Regions from separate parts of the Sus scrofa genome. Here all the other regions are linked to region 2. A link is a contact called in public HiChIP or PLAC-seq data. All regions are on one chromosome and are shown on one strand. The core of a region is the stretch at or near the end of the contact, and the rest is flanking DNA. Distances in the headings are between cores, read along the strand shown.

The links. HiChIP or PLAC-seq counts read pairs in DNA pulled down with a chosen protein or histone mark.
Region 1: an H3K27ac HiChIP or PLAC-seq map of alveolar macrophages shows a contact between it and region 2. The contact joins the enhancer-like site here to the promoter of TET2 in region 2. A contact is called at or near these places in 1 of 5 promoter capture datasets (liver), 7 of 47 Hi-C or Micro-C datasets (embryonic fibroblasts, liver, psoas muscle and 2 more) and 2 of 2 datasets of contacts at active chromatin or transcription factors (alveolar macrophages and skeletal muscle).
Region 3: a contact with region 2 is called in an H3K27ac HiChIP or PLAC-seq map of alveolar macrophages. The contact joins the enhancer-like site here to the promoter of TET2 in region 2. A contact is called at or near these places in 1 of 5 promoter capture datasets (liver), 7 of 47 Hi-C or Micro-C datasets (embryonic fibroblasts, heart right ventricle, liver and 2 more) and 2 of 2 datasets of contacts at active chromatin or transcription factors (alveolar macrophages and skeletal muscle).

Annotation. Positions count from the first base shown.
Region 1 is chr8:116,471,973-116,475,514 of Sscrofa11.1, reverse strand. All of the region lies in intron 2 of TET2 (methylcytosine dioxygenase TET2), which reads left to right. Among named protein-coding and RNA genes, the nearest start is that of TET2, 73 kb to the left of the region's middle. Within about 2 kb of position 1,639, at least 2 of the 83 cell types and tissues checked have an H3K27ac peak or open chromatin away from gene starts, as enhancers often do. A contact at or near this core is called in alveolar macrophages, where this site is marked.
Region 2 is chr8:116,544,825-116,548,601 of Sscrofa11.1, reverse strand. TET2 (methylcytosine dioxygenase TET2) reads left to right here and starts at 1,626. Exons shown (of 11, transcript XM_013978993.2): 1 at 1,626-2,101.
Region 3 is chr8:116,451,089-116,454,675 of Sscrofa11.1, reverse strand. It overlaps TET2 (methylcytosine dioxygenase TET2), which reads left to right. Exons shown (of 11, transcript XM_013978993.2): 5 at 1-87; 6 at 731-939. Among named protein-coding and RNA genes, the nearest start is that of TET2, 94 kb to the left of the region's middle. Within about 2 kb of position 2,280, at least 3 of the 83 cell types and tissues checked have an H3K27ac peak or open chromatin away from gene starts, as enhancers often do. A contact at or near this core is called in alveolar macrophages, where this site is marked.

The sequences.
Region 1 (3,542 bases), core at 390-2,889, 73 kb after region 2:
ATGATATTGGCAGTTTTCTTTAGGACTTTTAGGAGTAGCTTAAGTTGACAGCCCGTTCATGGGTAGTGGGTTTAATAAGAACTCCATTATTAATCTTTTTGTAGAATATTCATTTTACTCTCAAGAATATCTTTGAAACACCCTACAAATTAATGGAACCACAGTAATCACTGATTGTTTCAAAATAGGGAGGAAAAAAAAAAAAAAAGACTGGGTTGCCATGGTAACTGTAGCAGATTAGGACTAGATTGTTATGAAGGTGGAGCCATTCAGGATTGTATAAAACTTCTCAGAAACACAGATGGCACGCTTTCTGAGGCAGTGGTAGGGAACAGAACACCTTTGAGAAGGAGCAGATTTCATCAGTACAGTACAGTACATAAATACCAAAATGCCCTGTGTTGCAAAGATCCTTAGTGTGGAATTTTGGTTTTTTGTTTATTTTTTTTAATAAAATGTCAGTTGTGTTATTTGTTTCACAGTACTGTAAAGCCCCCTGAGGATGTGACAATGTGACTCTAATATAATTATTTTCTATATCTTGGTAGTTTTGTTTCTTTTTCCATTCTTCATTTTAGAGCTGGAGACAGAGACAGTATATCCAATAATACAGTTTCACCCTTTGATTAATTAAGATCATCTTGTGAATTGGATTTTTTTATGTAATTTGGCTCCAAGACTGTGTTCAGATCTCACTGTTTCAATGAAACTTACTCTGTCTATAGTATTTAATACAGCAACCCTCAAACCCTCCCTGGTACTCCTGATCCCCAGTCCCCTGTCCTGTTTTTTTTTTTTCCTTTAGAAGTCAATGTCTTCTTATTGTACCATACAATTTATTCCTTATTATGTTTATTGTTTCTCTCCTCCAAGAGGGCAGGCTGTTTCTTTTGCTTAGTGTTGTACTGCTGTTGGCTAGAACAGTGCCTAGCACATAGACATAGGATATGTTCAATAAATATTTGTTGAATAAAAGAATGATTACATCAACATTTTATTTTTATGACTGCCTCTGCCATTTTATAAAAACATTGCATGATTGTGAACCCTGTCAGAAATTACATAAAGTTCTTTTACATTACTAGAAACTGTTCTGGATTTATGTAACAGTCTTATTGGAAAAACCATACCTCAAGAAATAAAAATGAAAGCATTTTATAGCTGCAAATCAACAATGATAGTGTCCCCCATCCTACTATCCTTATGGTGTCTTCTTGACTGCATACTTGCGACTGAATCTTCTGGCTATTAGAACAATTTTATTCCAGTCTTTGAAACTCATTCCTGTTCATCTTGAAAGTCCCAAGTCAAGCCTGATTCAGTACTCTTTCTCACAACACAGTCTTAACCTCTGGAGAGTCTCACTCTGAGTATCTCTGCCCCTGTCCCATCTCTTTTAAGCACCAGCCACTGGGACAATGGGCAGGACTAAGGAAGAAAGAAAAAAGCTTGGGGCTCCTTATTGGCCTGATCAAGGCTCCAGGGCTTCAGATGTTGCTGTTTCGGTGGTTGACATCGACTGGCCATTGGATGCCCCCTGTGGTGCGGGCATCCAAGTACTGGGTTTCTCTTGGCATACCCGGGTTCTTCAGAGCAGCTGTGAAGGGGCTCTTACTGCACAGCTCGCTGGCCAGGAAGTCTGTCTCCTCTTCCTCTTTTCTATCACTGCACCCACTTCAGCTTTGCCTACAGAGGGTCCACTCTACAGCCTCTTTGTGCTGGGGTATGCTTCTCCACTGGACAGATTCTCAGATAGGATATGGGTGAGATCAAGCCCAAACTACAGTTCTGTAATTCCTTTTTTAAAATTAAAATGTCAAGCATTGGATAAGGTGTATTCTAGTAAGTGTATCCGAGTAAGAATAACTAATTTACAGTTGGCCATTTCAGGTGATGAGAAGGGACCGAAACTGAAAAATCTGAATAGCTTTTATAACCGTATGTGAAACAAATACTGTTTGCAACAAATTACATTTCTTTCTCTCTTTTTTGTGTTTTTAAATTGAAGTATAGTTAATTTACAATGCGTCAGTTTCCGGTGTACAGCAGAGTGATTCGGTTATACACAAATTACGTTTCTAATTACATTTGATATTTTCCCTCAGCACATATCAGGTTGGTAAGAGTTAGAGACCAGGGATAAGCCCAACTTCAAGAAACAACCCCAGGATTTACAAATATGTGGATAATTGAAAAATGACAAAAGATTGTGCTTGTCTTACCAGTTCAGAAACTAGTTGACTAGAATTGCAAATTGTAAGCAGATTTATTTCTAAACTGTTAGTTGTCTCCACATCTTACATGAATTCTTCTGTCTATAAGCTTCATCTCAAATCTTCAGTGACACCCCTCCTGACTCTCTTCCTTCAAATAATCTAGATATTATTAAATTGTGTTTATACTCTTATTTTAAACAAAATTCGAAACTGCAAACATTGGAATTAGATAGTTTCTACTGAGGATTATGGAAAAACAGAGCAAGGCCTCACCTATACACATGTATAACATACTGAAGGAGCAAAGGAAGTGCTTGTCATGTGTGTACAGAGATACTTGTATAATTAATACACTTTGGGAAATGCCAGAACCTTCTTTGAGATTTTGACAATCCTGTGTGTTCACGGTTTTTTTTTCCTTCTAGATATATGAAGTACATCTTAGATTTCTTAAGATTGAAAGTGCTTACAAGATTAGAAATAGACGGAGTTCCTGTTGTGGCGCAGTGGTTAATGAATCCGACTGGGAACCATGAGGTTTCGGGTTCAGTCCCTGCCCTTGCTCAGTGGGTTAACGATCCGGCGTTGCCGTGAGCTGTGGTGTAGGTTGCAGACGCGGCTCGGATCTTGCGTTGCTGTGGCTCTGGCGTAGGCTGGCGGCTACAGCTCCAATTTGACCCCTAGCCTGGGAACCTCCATATGCCGCAGGAGCGGCCCAAGAAATAGCAACAACAACAACAACAAAGACAAAAAAAGACCAAAAAAAAAAATTAGAAATAGAAGTCAGTTTTATAATAAAAATATTAATTCACCTTATAGTCTCTAGATTTAATGCTTATATAAAGACTTATGTTCAGGCTTAACATGTAGTTTGGAGACATAAATTTTGCTTTTGAAAATATGTTTTGGATTGATTGACTGTTTTCCTTTAAAATTTTAGCTATAATATTTTTTATTGAAATACAGTTAATTTACAATATTGTAAGTGTGCAGCAAAATGATTCAGTTATACATATCTATGTTTGTATCTATATCTAGCTATCTATTCTTTTTCAGATTCTTTTCCATTATAAGTTATTACAAGATATTGAATATGGTTCCTTGTGCTGTACAGTAGGTCTTTGTTGTTTACCTATTTTATATATAGTAGTGTATATATGTTAATCCCAAACTCCCAATTTATTCCCCCACAATCCCATTTGGTAACCATAAGTTTATTTTCTGTGTCTGCGGGTCTATTTCTATTTTGTAAATAAGTTCATTTATATCATTTTTTTAGATTCCACATATAAGTGATCTCATATGATATTTGTATTTCTCTGTCTG
Region 2 (3,777 bases), core at 377-2,876:
CTTTATATGTCATACTTCAGAAATATGTTTTTGGAGATGGGAAACAACAGGCTATGATTTAATGTTTTTGTTAAACCACCATAATTCTTTCAAAGGAGTATGTATCACAACTATTTCTCTATGTTAAAGAGAAAATTAAGTCCTTAAAGAAATTTCCTATTCTCCAGGTGGAGAGGAAATTAAGAATCACCTATTTTTGCTGTTGTTAATACAAGAAATTTGCATTGTAAAGCAAGCTGCTGTTGCCAACTCTTTAAAGGACAGAGCATACAGGAAGCTGCCTCCACCCTAACAGGCTTAGAGACTGAGCAACTAAGTTAGACATCAGGTGCCCAGGCCAATCAAGTCAAATTTCTAACACAAAATAGCATGTCGTGGAACCTGTTCTATTTGTCTCCCCCCGCCCTTCACCCCCAATAAGAAAGCAAAGATTTTTCTGTGTAGGAGCAGTACTGGTCTTTCTAGTTGGAGGAAAAGTGGTAAGGAATTTGGTAACAATTTACTGTTGTTAAAACAACAAATTATCTTTTAAAAATAGATTATCCACACCTATAGGAGGAGGAATCTCTAGAATGCACAAAATAAAAGCTGGCTCTGAATTACCCATCCAAATGTGCACTGAAGTGCAGCAAACAACTGATCATGTGCAACTACAGCTTTTCTTTCCCAGAAATAGCAACTAAGAAAGAACTTTTTAAAAATCAAAAATATATAATTTCACTAAAATGTTTTACACTTGGAGACTATTAGAATTTTATTTATTTATTTTGCTGTGGAAAAGTCACAATAACCAACAGGAGTAATGCATTTTCTTTTAAATTAGCAGATGTCATGGTGGTTAAGGGTGGGGTGGAGGTTCAGAGAAAGAAGTTGGCAAGAAAAGGTTCAGGGCCTGTTGCAAAATCAACTGCTAGCCAAGTGTGATTCCAGCTATATGGGAACTACCTGTTACAACAGAAAGAAGGGTCTAAAAGATGAAATGAGAAGGGAGTGAGCTTAAGCATCATTTTCCCAATTATCTTGTAAATAGCTAAGGGAACACGTAGGTGTTTCTATCAAACACACGTGAATACAATATTTGCTACATGTACTTTAAGAAGACAATGATATAATTACTTGTATACTGCTAGTGAATCAAGGAAAACCCCTGAAAATAGATGGCTTATGATTGGTAATAGTAATAACTACCTGGGCACTTACCAGTTGTTTTATTTAATCCTCACAACCACACTGTTTCAGAGGGTGTTTAACAGATGAGGAAACTGATACACAAAACAGCTAAGTAGAATGTTCAAGGTCACACATTTAGTAAGGGGTGGAGTCAAGATTCATCTAGGTCTGTCAGACTCCAAAGTCCACGTGGTCCCAATTCTGCTGTACCATGCACTATACGAATGTACATCATAGTCTTTGAAAACTTTACTTTTTGAACTTGAAAAACAAATTACAAGGCACCTCCTAAACAGTTTAAAGCCTCCTAGCAGTTGCCAAGACTTCAATGACGTATTAGTGTGCAGTTAGAAAAGACAGAAATTCATTTTACATGCTTAGGGAAACAAACAGTTTTGCTTAGACTAGTGCGAAATCAAAAATCTAAGTCAATTTGTCTCAAAATGGAATAAACAATGTTTCACTAGAACCTACTTTAAACACTTTTCTCGTAACAACATAACACATTAGAGTTCCTTTTTTTCCAGCCCTTTTCAAAGAGGAAATATTCTAATTTCCTAAAATTAGAGAAAGACTTCACTTCTAAAAAAAATTATGGACAAAAAAGTGAACGACACAGAATAACGTGTGTTGACTTAAGAGTATCATGATCACAATGTAGCGATCCCGTAAAAGATGTGCCCCAAATATGTATTTGAAATTTGATAAAAGTGAGAACTTCTTAAAGGTAGAGAGCAAATCTCAAAAACTGATATAACGATTCACGTGGGCTTTGTTCTTTGTCTCATCGTCACATTAAACATATGATTGTGCGGAAAAGCATTAAAAGAGAAGTAAAAACGACTAGGCGATAGAAAAGAAAAACTGTCAATGAATGCGAGCAGTTGTAGACTACGAACGTCAGGAGAAATCGAGTGATCGCCTTTTGGAGGTTAGTTGTTTATGGGTCGATTTCTTCATTTCTTAATTATGAGACTGAATTTTTTCTTTTTCCAAAATAGATGCTCTTAAGCACTTGAAAGTGCAGGTTTATTTCTTACAAACTGAATCAAGCGAGATGTAGATAGTCGCTGCTTAGAAAGCCCTCTTGGATCTGCGTGAATCCTTCCCAGCCCACGTGGCCAAAGTAAACAGAAGGTGGGCCGGGGCGGGGAGAAGCGGGCCTCGGTCAATTTCCTAATTTGTCGAGTCTTTAAAACTACAGACCCCTAAAGCACTAAGGGCATGCCCTCGAAGAAACTCGGGAGTGCTTCTGCTGAGCGAGATTAAAGGGACTGTGTAGAGAGGATGCCAAAGCGGGGGCGAAGAGGGGCTGGTGGACCTACCAGGGGGTGGGGTGCGGGCTCGAGCGGGCAGACCTGGGTGCGCGCTGGGGTGCGTGAGGGCATACCTGCCAGGAGGTGGGAGTCAGGGAGGGTGCCAGGCAGCAGGGGGGTGTGCACCTAGTCTAAGGGGGCGGAGGGGAACGGCACCAACAAAAAGTTTCAAAGGTTAAGCTAGGGTCTTGCATCCTCGTGCCAGGGACACATGCCGCCTCCCCCTTTGCGCCTGCCTGGAGCCTTCACCCGGGTAGAGACCTATCCGAGGGTCCCCGGGGAACCCCGGGTCTGACGGCGGCGTCGTCCGGAGGCCGGACGTTCCCTGGAGCCCGCGCGCTCCTCAGAGCGCAGCGCTTCGCCGGCTCGCTCCCCAGTCCCGGCCTCGACCGCGCGCCCCCACGTTCGGCTCCAGGTGCCGCCGGCTTTTGTGCGGGGAGCCGCGGGGCCGGGGGCCGATTCCCGGGAGCCGGGGCCGAGGGCCCCGGGGCGGCGACAGAGGCCAGGGCGGAGGAGGCGGCGGCCCGGCGGAGGGGGAGGAGGCGGCCCGGCGGAGAAGGAGGAGGAGGAGGAAGCGGGGCGGAGGAGGAGGAGGAGGCGGAGGAGGAGGAGGAGAGCGGCGGCAGCGGCGAGAGCTCGGGCGGCCCCGCCGCCTCCTCGCGAGCGCCGCGCGCCCTGGCCCGGCTCGCATGCGAGTCACGTCCGCCCCCTCGCAGCGGCCGCCCCGAGACGCCGGCCCAGCCGAGTGATGAGAACAGACGTCAAACTGCCTTATGAATATTGATGCGGAGGCTAGGCTGCTTTCGTAGAGAAGCAGAAGGAAGCAAGATGGCTGCCCTTTAGGATTTGTTAGAAAGGAGACCCGACTGCAACTGCTGGATTGCTGCAAGGCTGAGGGACGAGAACGAGGTCAGAGCGCTTCTCTTATGCCGCGGAACTCTCCCTTTCCTCTCCCCTTCGCTTTCTCTCGGGCTTGCGGGGACGGGGGAGCCCAGCCAGCAGTGTCACCCACAAATACCAAGAGGGAAGAGGGAAGCTTCACAAATTACTGGAGCCTCTTCAACATGGCTGACAAATATAGTTTTAATTCCACCCCCCCCCCCTTAAACCTGTAGTTCAGTGTTCTCTTCTCTCTCCTGCTAATGCTCGTGTCCTCGTCCCCCAGAAAACTTACCTTTGTGAGTCCGGCCGGCCGCTTTCCCGGCCTTTTATCCTCCGGAAAGTGATTTTTCTCTGCTTGCCTTTCTAAAATAGTTCAGCTTTGGGGGGCACGACTTTTCCCTGGAATCTT
Region 3 (3,587 bases), core at 1,031-3,530, 95 kb after region 2:
CAGAAGGGTAAAGCTATTAGGATTGAAAGAGTCATCTATACTGGTAAAGAAGGCAAAAGTTCTCAGGGATGTCCTATTGCCAAATGGGTAAGTGTGACTTGACAAGGTCTTTGGTCTTCAGTCTTGTGCATTTTGATTCATTGATCTAACCTCAGAATTGGGTGACCCAGGTCATAGAGTCATTTATGCCGGCTGAAAGAAGTCTTGCTTATATTTATTTTACCACGTGTTATCTCTCAAGAAAAAGGCAGATTAGTTTAAAATCATGTAAAAACTATATTTAACTGTAATTAAATTGTGAGGCAGAGGTCTGTTCACATGCCTGCTAAAAGTATAACTGCCTGGCATGTGAAGAAGAGGTCCTTTATCCTTTAAATACCTGCAGTTAATCTTTATATTGTCATTTATGAAGACCTTGAACTTTAAAGACCTGCCTGTCTTCCCTCTCACTCTGGCTCTAATGCAGAGGCACTGCCCCACTGTGCTGGGTAGAGCCTACTACACACCGAGGACTTTGGCATCTGTCCCGGTTCTGACCGCAGGTTAAGCCCCCACTTTCAGAGATGGGCAGCAAAAGGCAAGTTGCAGGTGCTGGGAAATGTGGCCCTAATTGTGACCCAGACATGAGAAAATAGGCAGACATCAATCAGTGCTCTCACCTGCTGCAAGTGACCCTTGTTTTGTTTTGGTTGGGGTGGGGGGTGTTGGGGTGGAATGGTGACCCGAACAGGTGGTTCGCAGAAGCGGCAGCGAGGAGAAGTTACTGTGTTTGGTGCGGGAGCGAGCTGGCCACACATGTGAGGCTGCAGTGATTGTGATTCTCATCCTGGTGTGGGAAGGAATCCCCCTGCCTCTGGCTGACAAACTGTACTCCGAGCTCACCGAAACACTGAGGAAATATGGCACGCTCACCAATCGTCGGTGTGCCCTGAATGAAGAGTAAGTAAAGCCTGGCCTCTCCTCTCTTTCCGTGCTAGGTTTGAGGGCACAGTTAAACCTGCGTTTTTACTTGTTTCAAATAGGGATCAAAATGTCCGCTTCACAGTCATGTGATAGGAACTTGTTTTTCCTAATGTGGATAATTTGGGGTGATTTCATTTACTGATATTTTGTACCTTCAGAGAGTGTAGCTATTAGTTTGAAGTAGCTTACTGGAAATTTGAGTATTTGTACCCACAAACTCAACCTTACTATATGCACTTGGAATTATTTGCATGTCTGCTTACTGTAAATGACAGCTCTTTTGTGTGCCTGGCCACCACATTTAGGAAGTATTGACACCACTTCTATGTTGCAGTATCTGAAACAGAAAATAAGTTTGGTGAGAAACTTTAGGATTCCCAGGTCCAGGACTTTACTGTATATGTAGCAAACATAAAAACACAAGGCCTGTAGAAGCGCTGTAGAAACAAACTTATTTTGACTTCATTTCAATCTAGTTTGTTATTTCCATTGTAATAATCAACATTACTTCCATTGAATAATCAAGAAATTAGTTGCTATGGATAGGCATCATTTTCCTGGAATATAAAACTTTGGAATAGGAGAGCAAGGGTTTTAATGTATCCAAGTGCTGGTATGGTTTGTTTTTGTTTTTGTTTTTTGGGTTTGTTTTTGGTTTTTTACCTCATCCACTTGCAGGCAGTTTATTCACTTGGAAAAAGCTTAACTTTTTAAATATAATTAAAAGACTATAGGAATAGTCAGTGTTACAGTGAAACCCTATATAGCTGTTTTACTCACGGTCAGTACCAAAATAATTTTAATTTTGCACTTCTTCCTTTAGTCTCCTTTCTTCTGCATCCACCAAACTACAAAGTAGTTTCTGAGCTTATGGACTTGTTATGCTACTCATTCTAAGAACCCACTGCTAACCAAATTTGTTCAATTGCTGATTATTACTCTAACTGGTATGGTTTTACTATTTGTTAACATAGGTTCTCCATCTCAGTTACTGGGAGGTGGGAGAGGGAGTTGCAAGTCAACTTTAAATAATCTGTTTAAGAAAGGTACTTTTCCTGTATGAAAGTGTGACTTGGCTTTCCATGATAGGTTACTTTGAGCATGTAACCTTAGTGCCATAAATCCACTTTACAAAACAATATGTTGGAGGGAGAAGTTGCTGATTCATAAGACAGGACTCAAACTTATGACTGACTGCTTTAGGTATAAAGTAGTTTCTTCTTTAAAAAAAAAAAAAGTGTATTTATGTGCCTTTAATCAGAAAGAAAATGAAAGTTAAGTCACCCTGAGCTGATTCAGTGGCAGCATTTTTCTTAGGAGTTAAGTGACACTGCCTTGTTTTTGTAAAGCAGACTTCCCCTTAGACTTGATGGCTAGAACTTTTAAACCACTAAAGAACTTAAGTGAGGATGACAGCTGTTGTTTTATTTAAATGTGTTTAAATTTAAATTTATTGAAGTTACATGCAGTATATTGTACATTCTTTGTAATTGATTTAATTATTATTAATATTATACATCTCTGATATTTTTTTCCCTTGAAGGCTTTTCTTTGATTCCTATAAATGCCATTGTCTGAAATAGAATCTGACATATAGACAGAAATTCTTTGTTGAGAACTCTCCCAAAGTACATTATTTTACATTTGAAAACCACTAATAATGATTGGACCAGGGTCTAACAAAAAAAATTTTTTAACTGATGTAAATAAGAAGCAAATACAAAACTATTAAAAGATGTGCTTCAATATTAAGACGCTTTAAAAGTCAACCTTTATATTTTTGCTTTGTCTAGAATTTCAAGGTGAAGAGTAATTATTTAGAAGAAGTTTTTGCCTTGGGCTACTCATACCTAGAGCAGTTCTCCAAAAAGAGAAATAAAAAATACTCTTGAGATACCTGATTCAGAGAGACATTTAACCAATGGCAAGAGAGACTTCCTTCACTCAGATACAGCTTTTGAAGTTTCTTCTCTCCCATAAAATAAATTTTATGTCTGGCAAAAGTTAAAATTATGATTTTGGGGCCAAGAGTGGAAGATAATCTCACATTGGGTCTGCTGACTCAGTTCAATGTTCAAAGTGGTGTGACCCTCATGACTGCGTTACTATAAATCCCAGTGCCCACATGCATCATAACCACCCACTGTGAGGCCAGAAAAGAACTCTGAGAGCATCTTGCAGTGGGAAAGTCAAAAGTGGATTTTACATTTCCTTTGAGCCAAGCCAGCTGTTTTCCCTTTAAAGATTTCCCTTTGAGATTTCCATTTTATGACTAAGTCTCACCAATACTTTTTGGCAAGTCAGAGTTGTGGGAGTGTATCTGTCATTATAGGAAAAGTCGAAGCCAGAAATACCCCTGCCATGCTGGTGATATTAAACTTTTAAAGAAACATTCTATTATAAAAAGTTTCAAATATACATAAATGGAGGAGTGAGTATAATGAATTCCCCTGGGCCCATTACCAACTTTCCATCTCCCTCCCTCACGACCTACACCCACTCCCACCAGTGTTTTAAAGCAGATAACTTATCACCTCACCTTTGTTCACTTCCGTGTGTATCTCTAATAATAGATAAAGGACTTTTTTTTTTTTTTAAGAAAACCTAATCACAGTGTTATCAAT